Linked DNA regions of Danio rerio: region 1 is linked to region 2. Evidence: chromatin contacts called from public Hi-C data. All regions are on one chromosome and are shown on one strand. The core of a region is the stretch at or near the end of the contact, and the rest is flanking DNA. Distances in the headings are between cores, read along the strand shown.

The links. Hi-C and Micro-C count contacts between places; a contact is called where the count stands out from the background.
Region 1: a contact with region 2 is called in a Hi-C map of an unstated tissue, with 7 times the contacts expected there. The contact joins two enhancer-like sites. A contact is called at or near these places in 4 of 18 Hi-C or Micro-C datasets (caudal fin, embryo, hematopoietic stem cells and 1 more) and 1 of 4 datasets of contacts at active chromatin or transcription factors (caudal fin).

What each region holds. Positions count from the first base shown.
Region 1 is chr15:34,941,530-34,947,770 of GRCz12tu, reverse strand. It overlaps trim3a (tripartite motif containing 3a), which reads right to left. Exons shown (of 14, transcript XM_681203.9): 3 at 5,799-6,039; 4 at 4,223-4,374; 5 at 2,424-2,604; 6 at 561-908. Among named protein-coding and RNA genes, the nearest start is that of trim3a, 36 kb to the right of the region's middle. Within about 2 kb of position 4,275, at least 22 of the 62 cell types and tissues checked have an H3K27ac peak or open chromatin away from gene starts, as enhancers often do.
Region 2 is chr15:34,896,600-34,902,814 of GRCz12tu, reverse strand. It overlaps fhdc4 (FH2 domain containing 4), which reads right to left. Exons shown (of 13, transcript XM_073923859.1): 12 at 5,974-6,138; 13 at 2,572-4,618. The coding sequence ends at 3,566. Among named protein-coding and RNA genes, the nearest start is that of trim3a, 9.3 kb to the left of the region's middle. Within about 2 kb of position 3,879, at least 5 of the 62 cell types and tissues checked have an H3K27ac peak or open chromatin away from gene starts, as enhancers often do.

The DNA.
Region 1 (6,241 bases), core at 3,026-5,525, 45 kb before region 2:
AGTTCTGAAAGCTCAAGGATTTATTTAGATTTTAGTTGTAAATCAAGTTTTGAAAGCTCTGGAATTTTTTTTTTTTCGGTTGTAAGTCAATTTCTGAAAGCTTTAGAATGTTCTTAGCTTTCAGTAGCAAGTTGAGTTCTGGAAATTCTAGAATGTTTTTAGCTTCCAGGTGTAAGTCAAGTTCTGAAAGCTCTAGAACTTTTTTTTTTTTAGTTGCAAGTCGACTTCTGAAACTAGAACTTTTGTATTTTCAGTTGTAAGTTTTGTTCTGAAATCTCTAGAACGTTCTAAGCTTTCAGTTGTAAGTAGAGTTCTGAAAGTTCTAGGATTTTCTTAGCTTTCATATGTACTGTAAGCTGAATTCTGAAAGTGTGGAATTGTCTTATTTTACATTTGTAAGACGAGTTCTGAAAGCTCTAGAATGTTCTGGGATTTAGTTGTGAGTCGAGTTCTGAAAGCTCTAGAATATTCTTAGTTTTCATTTGTAAGTCGAGTTCTGAAAGTTCTAGAATGTTCTTAGTTTTCATTTGTTAGTATAGTTCTGAAAGTTCTGAACTGACCTTGGTGGTGACAGTAACAGTGGTGTTCTGTCCTACAACAGCGTGTCGGAGTCCCTCTCCAGTAGCCACACTGGTGTGACCCACTGAACTGGTGGTGAGCAGGACGCCTAGGTTCTGTATAGAGCGTCGCAAGCCCTCGGTCTCCACCTGACAGTCCAGGTGTCCGTTCTCATGCGGCTGCTCAGGGAAAGCATGCCGGGCCAGAGCCCCCATCCGCTCGCCCATCTGTTTCTGCACTAGCAGTACTTCAGTGGGACTACCGTGGTTCAGCGCCTGCTCCGTGAAGCTGCAGCTGCTTTGGATGTTCTCCTTTCCCTGCATCAGAGCAGCCAGCTGACCCTGAAGAACCTGCAAAAACACTTTTTTTAAACAATCTGTATATAGTAACAGCAATTGTTGTTGTTCACAATGAGGTAATTTATTGTTTAATTTTTTGTGGTTTCTTTTTCTTTCAAAAATGTCTACAAGATTCATGATTTGTGCTGTTTGAATAATAAATTAAAATTACAAATTTTTTAAAACAATTTAAATAAAGCTAAAAACACATTTTTATATACAAATCTGTAAATAGTAGATTTTTTATATTATTTTCATCATTATTATTATTACAGAATATTACATGAAAAAATTTAATGATTCAAATCTGTAAACAGATGATTTATTTATTATTATTGTTTTATTATTAATATTATTTTATTTTAATCAAAATATAAAAACTGCTTTAATAAATGTCTTTTTTTTAAATCTTTAAATAGTTAAATATTTAAATAAATGACAGTAAAATATTTAATTAATTAATCTTCATTAGTAGTAGTAATAGTAATAGTAGTAGTGCAGAATATTACATTAAAAAATAAATATTATTTAAAAATCTGTAAATAGTAAAATAAAAGACAGTAAAATATTTAATTAATAATCTTTATTATTATTATTATTATTATTAGTAGTAGTAGTAGTAGTAGTAGTAGTAGTAGTAGTAGTAGTAGTAGTAGTAGTAGTAGTAGTAGTAGTAGTGGGTAGTGGTAGTGGTAGTGGTAGTAGTTGTACTAGTATTAAGTAGTAAATAGGATATTGCTTGCAAAAATTATAACAGTGCATTGGATGGAAGGTCCTCCAAAGGTGGCTCAGTGGATTTAGAGACTTAAACAGGTCTATGTAATGGAAAAAATGACTAAATGTCTAAAATGAAGACATATTTCATTTAAAGATATTTTTTTAAAGAGGTGGAAAAGTATTACAACATATTTATAGATGTACATTTAGAGGTTAATTAACATATCACTGAATCTGAGGTAACTGCAATGTAACAGAATGTAACTTTATGTACAAATGTATTCCATGAAAAGTATTTATGATGGCAGTGCTTTTTATTTATTTATTTTGTATAATTTTTCTTATTTTATTTTTATAATTGTTATACTATATTTATTATTATTTTCTCATCTGTAAGGGGTAAAATTGTAGGGCAAGTAGTTGTTCTGAAAAAAAAACATAAATTATTGAAAAATCTTAAATAAAAGTTATTTTTTATCTGTAAATAGTTGACTATTTATTTTAATGAATATTACATGAAAAATCCAAATAAAATGTCAATTTAAAAATAAAATTGATTTTTTTGTTTATTTCTTCAATTATTATATTTTGAAGTCACTATCAGGCAATTTATCGTACTGTAATTAAATTTTTTCCTTCAGAGGGTTATATTTGTTTCCTTGTTTGCTCTTAAAACTACATTAAAAAGTAGAAAATCAATGTTCCTGCTAAATAAACATTGTTACAGTTCATAAAGATAATGAGGGAATAATATTTACCATTTACTATTTTAAAAATGTATTATCTGTCTAGCAGCGGCAGGTTTCTAACCTTCTGCTTGGTGCTGCAGATGTTCTCCAGGTCAGTGATGAGGGTGGTCTTGCGCTGGTGCAGGGCTTTCTCCAGCTCCTCAAAGGTGTTGCTGATCTCTGTCACGGCCTCATTCTTGCGGTCTGTAAGCTGTTTGGAGATCTCATTCACCAGCTCGATGGCTGCCGTCAGCTGAGGAAGCCTGTAACACACAACCACAACAAACTCTCTGATTGATGATCTCTAAAAATCTCCATAAAGATGAAACTATTTTATTGTAGTTTATACATGCCATAATATGAATCGAAAGCACAAATTAACAAAAACACCCTTGAATCATAAACTAGAAGAAACTGTTAATTAACAGATATTAGTCACAGTGAACTTAAGACAAGACACTCCAGGTGAATATGGTAAAAAAAAAAAAACTAAGCTAATAGTTGTCCAAACTTTTTTAGCTGATTGGTTACAAAAGGAACACTCCACTTTTTTGGGGAAACATTTGCTCATTTAACAACTGCCCCATTTTAGAGTCCAATCAGATGATCTCTGTGTCTGGTGAGAGTACTTTTAGCTTAGCTTAGCATAAATCACTGAATTGAAATAGACTATTAGCATCTCGTTCAAAAAGGTTCAGATAATTTTCCTATTTAAAGCTTGACTCTTCAGTAGTTCAGTAATGTACAATGATATTACACAGATCTGATACCGAGTTGCTTAGCTGGGGACTAGTTACTTAATATTATTATGCCTGCTGCAACCATGGTACGGGGGCAACATTTCTGTATTATTATGTCAGAATGAGAGTTTAGATCCTGGCCATACAGTATGTGTGTAACTACAGAAGATTAAAACTTTAAATAGGAATTTTAAAAATATATATATTTTTAGCAAGATGCTAATGGTCTAATCTGATTCAATGATCTATGCTAAGATAAGCTAAAAATGCTCCTGCCAGACTTGAAGATCGGCTGAATAGATTTAATAGAAACAAAACTGTTTTTGACAAAACATGGAGTGTCCCTTTAGGAATTGCAGACATCATTTTGTATAAATCAATCCCTATTTGTGTGTGTGTGTGAGGGCTGATGAAGTGGAGATTTAAGTCTCATTCATTCATTCATTTTCTTATTATAGCTTAGTCCCTTTATTAATCTTGGGTCGTCACAGCGGAATGAACTGCCAACTTATCCAGCATATGTTTTACACAGCGGATTCCCTTCCAGCTGCAACCCATCTCTGGGAAACATCCTTACACACTTATTCACACTTATACACTACGGACAATTTAGCCCACCCAATTCACCTGTACTGCATGTCTTTGGGCTGTGGGGGAAACTGGAGCACCCGGAGGAAACCCACGCGAACGCAGGAAGAACATGCAAACTCTACATAGAAACGGCAACTGACCCAGCCGAGGCTTGAACCAGCGACCTTCTTGCCATGAGGCAACAGCACTACTTACTGCGCCACAGCGTTGCCAGATTTAAGACTCAGTATAGTAAAAAAATACTCATGTTCAAAAAGTGGTCTGGAAAAAAATCCCTGTAAATGAAATCTATAGACAAAAATGAAAAGTTTGACAAAAAAAGAGAGACAAAAGAAACAGAAAGTGTATTTTGGATGTTTGGTTTACATAAGAACAAAAAATACTTGATGAAAAACCAAAAAAGCCTTAATCTCAAAAATTAATAAGTGCATGAAAAAAGTTTTTGCCTGCAGTCCAACTGACTGGATGTCTAAGGAAAGAGTTAAGAATGAGCTGTAGCTCCTGGGCTCAGATTATCAGTGAGCTCGGTATTATTTTTGGCAGTGTGAACCTGTTTCGAATAGCATCCAGCTGGTTCTTCAGCGCCGCTTTGTGTTGCTCCAGAACATCCCGCAGTGGGACGGTCACATGTTCTCTGTGCTCCCCCTCAGTGCACTCCAAACACATGGCTGTTTCACAAGACTCGCAGTAAAACTCCATAACCTGCAGAGGGCGACAAAAACTTACTGAAAATAATGGACACATAAATAATTTTTATATTGAATCATTCCAAGTAAATAAACAGACAAATAAATAGATAGATTAACAAAGAAATGATTGCCTAAATAAATAAATAAATAAATTATAAAACATATAAAACATAAGCTTTTTCTGGTCACACACAGAAACACATGCTGTCAAATGTTTAAATCGCATGCAAAATAAAAGTCTTTTTTCCATAATATATGTGTGTACAATTCTTATTAATTATGTACATATAAATACAAACCTTTACAATGTGTGCATCTATATGTATACATTGCTCAGCATAATTGAGTAGACCCCATTTTAAAATTGAATACTTTTATCCACTTCTTAGTGAATATTCGCAATGTATTTTGGTGCATTTAAACAAAACAGATTTATTAAACAGATATATTTATTAAAATAGTATTTTAGTCACAGAACATCTTTAGAAATGGAAAAATAATACAATTAAATTCATGCAAAATGTTACAAAAAAAATTTACAAATTACAACATTTGAACAAAATAGTAAATATTTTTAGTTTCTCTTGATTTTTGCTAATTTAAAAAAAAAATTGTATTTAATATTTTCCCCTAACATATAAATTTGGGCTACTAATTTTTGAACCATTATTGTAAGTTATGTTGTTAGATTAGCTTCAGTACTGACTAAACTAATGTATATGCACAAATATAATATTGCAAAAAATTCTATAAAAATTTTTTTTAATTTAAATGAGAGATTTGAAGGGGGTGTACGCATATATGCTGAGAACTGTACTGTACCGTATATAATAAATTTGTATGTAAATCCAGTCTATATTTAGAAAATATTTATGTACATTCATTTATTTACATTCTTATCTAACATATGATCTATTATTATATTTAATTTTCTTAAATATATTCTTGCATGTATTTGCATTTATTTATACACATAATAAATATACACAGGGTACACACATATTATGTAAACAAAACTGTAATTTTGGATGCAATTAATCACAATGAATCATTTGTGATTAAGCACTACAATTATTAAGCACTATTATATATTTTTTATTGCACAAAAATAAATGATACTTAATGATAATGGTACTTGAGTTTAAAACTAAAAAGTAAATCTAAATTATAAGGCAATGCTTTATGTTTTATTAAAATAGAATTACTAAAATAAGAACTCGCTTGTGCTACAAATTAGCTTGCTTCTGTTACATAAAACTACAAATTATAACACTACCCAATTTAAATCTGCAAATGTCCCATTAATATCTTTCTACAGTATTCAGTTCTGTACTGAAGTATATTTTTCTGTACTGTACTGAATATTTAGTACACAGGAGGATCAGTCCTGCTCTCATCATCAGTACTGTCCCATCAGTAATATGTGTCTGTGCTTACCTTGCCCTCATGGTTTGGGCAGGACAGTGGCGGAGCGTATGTAGCCGCTCCAGCCGACTCCAGCCCACTAGATGCTTCAGAACGGGTGCAGTCCTGCTCTCTCTGCAACACCTCCATCAGATTAGTTATGAAGAAATTATTCTGCAGCGCTGCTACACCCTTCTCCGGCAGAATGGAGGTCTGTCGGCACACGGGGCAGGACAGGGTCAAAGACTGAGGTGGGATGTAGTTCTGGAGGCATCTGAAAAACAAGCACAAGTTCAAGTTGAATGAAAATGCACTCAGAAATACTTAAAGGTGCATTATTTAGCAAATGATGTACATTTTTTTAGATGGCAAAAAAAGACCGCCATAAAACAACAAGACCTCTCCCCTTTTAAATATTGTAACTAGACACGCCCCTTACTACTGATTGGCTGAAAGAGTTTTTGGACACTGTTTTT
Region 2 (6,215 bases), core at 2,630-5,129:
TACTTAGTTACAGTAATTTGAGTATTTGTAATTTGTAACTTTACACCACTGAGTACACGGCACATGTGTAACACGAACAATGTAAACAAAAAAAGTGTTAAACATCGTGCACAGTTATGTACAAGAAGATTATGTTGCATTTGATCACTCCACACATGACAATGCATATGCCATCTTTAAACAATCCACATGTCGACACAAAGAGTAAAAATCAATAACTTAATACAGGCTACAATCATGCAAGCAGTAGTGGTCAATTATGGTTTTCTTGGATCAGATCTTAGAATTTTATTTGGGTTTAAAAATTATTTTATGTTTATTAATGTATTAAGATCTGATTCTAACTAATCAAAGTTCAGAATAGAGCAGTTCTACAACTAAAGACTATAGAATACACAAAATGTGTCACTCGTATCTTTTTGAATGGGGAAAAGTGTAACAATCAATTACTATTTGGTGAATAAAGCCTGCCTTCTAGTACAGGAGCCAATCATCGATCGCTATAGATTGACGATACTCCATGGGAGGGGCTCAGACCAGAAGTGAGTTTCTGTATATTTTGTGTGATTTGGATGTTTAGAAATGAAACTAAAGGGAAAGTTGTTGTTGTTTCATTTTATTTGTGATTCCTAATATGAACGTCAATGGTAAGCCTGGCAAGCCGTTTTGGAGAGTTTGATGTTTCCCCATTCAGACGGAATGCCCAAGCATACTGCCCAAGAGGTGTTTTAAAGATGGCCGCCGAGTGAAATGAGTTGCCTTGAAGGGACTTTGCTATAACTAAAATGAGTATATATGGTTATACACAGTAGTCAGCATTTGAAATGAATCAAAAATGTTTTTCACAAATTACATGAATAAGACAAGAATTTGTGTTGTTCAGTAGTTTTAGGGCAATTTTGATAAAAGGTGCTGACTATATGTACTGTGTATAGACCAGAGGTGGCCAAACTAGGGCCCTCAGGCCAAAATTGATCCATGGTAACCTTTGATTTAAATCTCCCAGAAGAGAGAAAGAATGATGGAGATGGTTTAGAGATCGTCATTTCAAATCTAATGCAACCTTTTGTTTGTTTGTTTTATTGTTAAAAGCTAACTGAAATTAAATCTTTCGATTAAATATTGTAAATACATCAGATTTAGTTTAAATGTACGTATACTGTCAACTGGTGAATGGAGGACAATGCAGAGACTTTAGGGAGCAAATCAATGCAAAGGCAGATGCTTGAATAGTGTATTCAGCATTGAACTCCACTGTTCACTGTTATGCTTATAATTTTAAAAGTTATACTGCATTAGTTAATACAATTAATGTCATTTAAAGTAATGTTTTGTTATTTATTTTTAAATATTACAAAATAAATTAGGAAATTATCCAAGGCAACTTTAATGTAATATAGTTTTTTATTTTTCTTCGGCCCACTGCTCATAATAATATTTGGTTTCTGACCAATTATATGAAAAAGTTTGGCCAGCCCTGATATAGACATGCACTGTACAAACCAGGGGTCACCAAACCAGGTAGCCTGTTCTATAAATAGCTCACCATAGCACCACTTACCAGTAAGCTACATCTTATAATTTTTAAGCTATTCTTTTTAAATCACACTTGCATTATTGTAAATTTAAAAATGACATATATATATATATATATATATATATATATATATATATATATATATATATATATATATATATATATATATATATATATATATATATATATATATATATATATATATATATATATAAACTTTAAAAAACATTTCATATTAGATCAGAGCTAGCCGGTCTCCACAGCAATGGTTGCGGGTGCAGGAACATGGCAGGAAATGGCAGATCATTTCCAGAGTGAATAGGAGAAAGAGTTCTTTTTTTCTTCATATGGGGACAGCAGAGCGAGACAAATAGTTAATTGGTCCAGTAAGAGGCTATCTAGATCTAGAGGCTGTGTACACCAGGCAGCTAAAGAGAATTACAAATTAAATCTTAAGTGACACTGCTCATCCTCTACACTCAGAGTTTCAGCTTCTTCTATCTGGTTGCAGGTTTCTAGTAATAGGAATTTACAGTGAATTAAAGGACAGTTTGTAAAAACAGCAGTCTTTTCTCACGAGACCTGTGAAAACCCCTCAAAAAACTGCAACCGAAGCCTTGTTTAGATCTATACATTTTTTGATTAGGAGAACAAGACATTTTCAGACTGAAAAGCAAAACAAAGACTAACGACTATAAACTCCACTTTCTCCAATGTCAAACTCGGAGCAACTTCTGTGGTTTAAAAGAGTGAATGTTAAAAATGTTGTAGATTTGGTGATAATTTCAGTAAAATCTGAAAGTTGATTTTTGTTACACAATTGATCATCTGAACAAACACGGTACATTGTAGTGCATGATGTGTTCAAAATTGTTAGTGGCTAGTAAAAATATTGCAGAAGTACTTATTTTAAAATGTAAATACTTTAGATTTATAGAAATAAAGTGTTGCATACTGATATTTATCTGTTTCCTACCGTGTTAAATCATTGTTGACAACTATTGTGAGAAATCATTAACATGATCAGTGTCTTCGCGGAAGAATATCATTATTTATTAATAATAACATATAATTAAAAGTAAATTGAGCAAATTCGTTATTTGAGAAGTGTGTATCTAACTGGTAGCCCTTCACATTAATCAGTTCCCAAGAAGTAGCTTTCAGTTTTAAAAAGGTTGGTGACCCCTGGTACAAACTGATCTTCTGTAGTGACATCAACTTTAGGACCACATACTGTATTAAGGTGGCCAAAATCAAAATGAAAAAGATCAGATTGCAGATGGTTCATGCTGTTCACAGACTGTCACAAAATAGACTCGAATCACAAATGGGCAAAAAAAAAAAAAAAAAAAAAGAGAACAATTTGAGACACAGTGCAGTCTGAATCATTGATATACAGTTGAAGTCAGAATTATTAGCCCCTTTTTGAATTTAATTTATAATGACGTTTAACAGAGCAAGGAAATTTTTACAGCATGCGTGATAAATTTTTTTCTGCTGGAGAAAGTCTAATTTGTTTTATTTCAGCTAGAATAAAAGCAGCTTTTAATTTTTTAAACACCATTTTAAGGTCAAAATTATTAGCCCCTTTAAGGTAATTTTGTTTCTGACTGTCTTCAGAACAACAATCGTTATACAATAACTTGCTTAAAAACCCTAACCTATCTAGTTAACCTAATTAACCTAGTTAAGCCTTTAAATGTTACTTTATGCTATAGTGCCTTGAAAAATATCTAATAAAAAATTATTTACTGTCATCATGACAAAGATAAAATAAATCAGTTATTAGAAATGAGTTATTAAAACTATTATGATTAGAAATAATAATTCTGACTTCAACTGTATGTCATGTACTGCCCCCTTGTGTTGCATAAAGAGCACTGCAGGTGAAACTTACTGTTTTCCACACATTCAAACTCCTGCTTTTTAAATAGGTGACAAGGAAATTATCCATCACGAAGTACCAAACTAGCTTTTCATACATGCAGCAGGAATGTCTGAATAAATATATATATACATGTTTTTAAATCATGGGTCCACACTGTCAGAATCAAGCTCTTTCGATTTGTCCTTTTCCCTCCAGCGCTTAAATAAAGACATAAAGCTAAAGCCTTCTTTAGCACTTTTAAAGGATACTGTCTGGCTGTTTCTTTTCCCACCATTAAACTGCATGTTAGGCACTGTGTCTTCAGTCTTTGCCTCTGATTTTTCTAATTGTGGTGATTCAGTGGATTGTGATTCGTTTTGAGAATTGGAGTCTTTAACAGTAGAGTTCTGTTGTGTGGAAAGTATAGCACTATCCAAAGATTTCACCTTCCCAATAGCATCTATAGAGGGAGCCGGAGATGCATTCAGATTGCACGGCACGAATATGTCCTCTTGGCTGGCGTTTCCACAGTTGGCTTCGGGAAGTGAGATCGTGTGCCGGCGGTTGATGATCTGGCTGTTTTGCAACAGAGAGCTGGAGTTTGCAGTGTTTTCTTCTATGGCTACTATGAGCAGCTGTCTTCTGTCTTCCTGGAAGAATGTCTGGCGTGGAGACAGGAGCGGTGAAAGGGCCTCGCCAGATGAAATGCTGCTTTTACTAGACTGGTATTGTAAAACTTTCCTTGACACCTCTCTCATATTGCGCACCTCCTTCTCAGTCTGAACATCATCCTCATCCTGCTCTGTTGTTACCGAGAGTCTCTGATTGACTGTGGAATTGGGGGTACTGGGGGTTTCATGCGCCGGGCTTGAGATTGTAATCTGTGGGTTTTTAGGCATCTCTTCCCTTTCAAAGCTCTCCTTGATCACAGAGGATTGCAGGGCACCTTTGATCCAACTGTCTCTTTTGACCGCCCTGTCAGCGGGACGATTTTCCTGGAGGATGTCAGTAAGGTTCCCTAGTGTGGGTGAAGCATTTCCTGCTCTGCGACGGGACTGGCGACTGTTGAACCTCTGTAGAATGGACTCCAAAGCAGCTCCTTCAATGTCCTTGTCTCGTGAGGAGCAGGTGGCAGTGGAGCGTCGCTTGGCTGCATTTTGAGAACCCTCTCGCTGCCTGCGCTTCACTTCCAGTATGTCTCGATCGAGGTTCTCCTAAAGCAGAGAGAGGACATGTAAACATAGTTCTTACACCTTTTCTAAAGTCAAATATAACCATTATATATATATATATATATATATATATATATATATATATATATATATATATATATATATATATATATATATATATATATATATATACTGTATATATATATATGTAAAGTTGAAGTCAGAACTATTAGCCCCCCTGTTAATTTTTTTCCCTAATTTCTGATAGTTCACTCTAAAATGAATTTCGTTTACTCATTCTCCACTTGTTCCAAAACTGTTTGATTTTCTTTCTTCTGCTGAACCCGAAGAAGAAATACTTAAGAATAACAGCCATTAGCCCCTTTCACACAGTGATACTGGTAAATATCCAAAAATTCCAGTATGACTTTACCGGTAAATTCATAAAAAAGGTGTTCACACAGACACGGACGTTCCATCATTTTTCCAGAAAAAACCATTCCCACATCCATTCCAAAATACTGGTAAATTCTGACATCATTAACCAGAAATGACCCATAAACAGCAGCGCTTGTATTTGTAAACATAGAAATGGTTTTACTTTTATTTAAAGTTTTAGCATTTATGCAGATGCTTTGTGAGACATCCAAAGGCAGAAACGTGAACCGCGATTAAATGTTTACACAATTGTCTACATTACAAATTCTGTGGAATCAAGTATTGTAAACAACTTATATAAAAACATATTAAGGAACACTTTCAGATGTCGAGTTAGTCATAATATGTGTGTGATGTCGCTCACCGGCTCCTTCACGTGCACGCGTCAAGCAGAGCTTGAAGGTAAACAAACAGGGGTTTCAGGGGTATCATAAGCATTTCTTCAATAATTGTTTACACAGTTAGCATTAAGAAGGAACACATAAACATTATCTGACTAACATCTAGCAGCTAAATGTGTCTGGAAAAATATTCTAAGGCTTTTATTTTTATAAAAAGTGTGGATTTGAATGTGTCTGAGCCAAAGTAGACATCTCAAGACATCGCGTTCTAGATGTGAATGCAGTCTCTGGCACAGCACTCCGACGAATTACTGGTAATGTTACAACTTCTCTTTCGGGAAAATAGCCGGAACGAGTTTACCCGTATTTTCAAAAAGGGCCCGTTCACACATACAGACCTTTCCAGAAAATTGTCGGTAATTTCCCAGAAAGGTCTGTATGTGTGAAAGGGGCTGTAGACTACCATAGTATTTTTTGTTCCTACTATTGACGTCAAAGGCTGTTTTTTGACATGTTTTTCAACATTCTTCAGAACATCTTGTTTTGTATTCAACAGAAGAAAGAAATTCATTAAAGTTTACAACCACTTAAGTGTAATATCTTTAGATGGGGAATTACCTGGACTGCTCGTTTGAACTTCTCACAGAAAGAGTAGAAAATGGAGCAACACTCCTCTAGTTTGAACTGAGTAGGGTCCTCACAGAAATACTGTGCCACTGAATCACTCACGGCTGAAAGCATCTTGAAGGATTCCTCCATCTCCTGTATTCGTGTCTCTGCATTCTAAAAAAGCAAAGGAAAAGATAGATGGAAGGACTCTTCAGAAATTAAACTTCTTTAGAAATTAGCATTTCATGCAG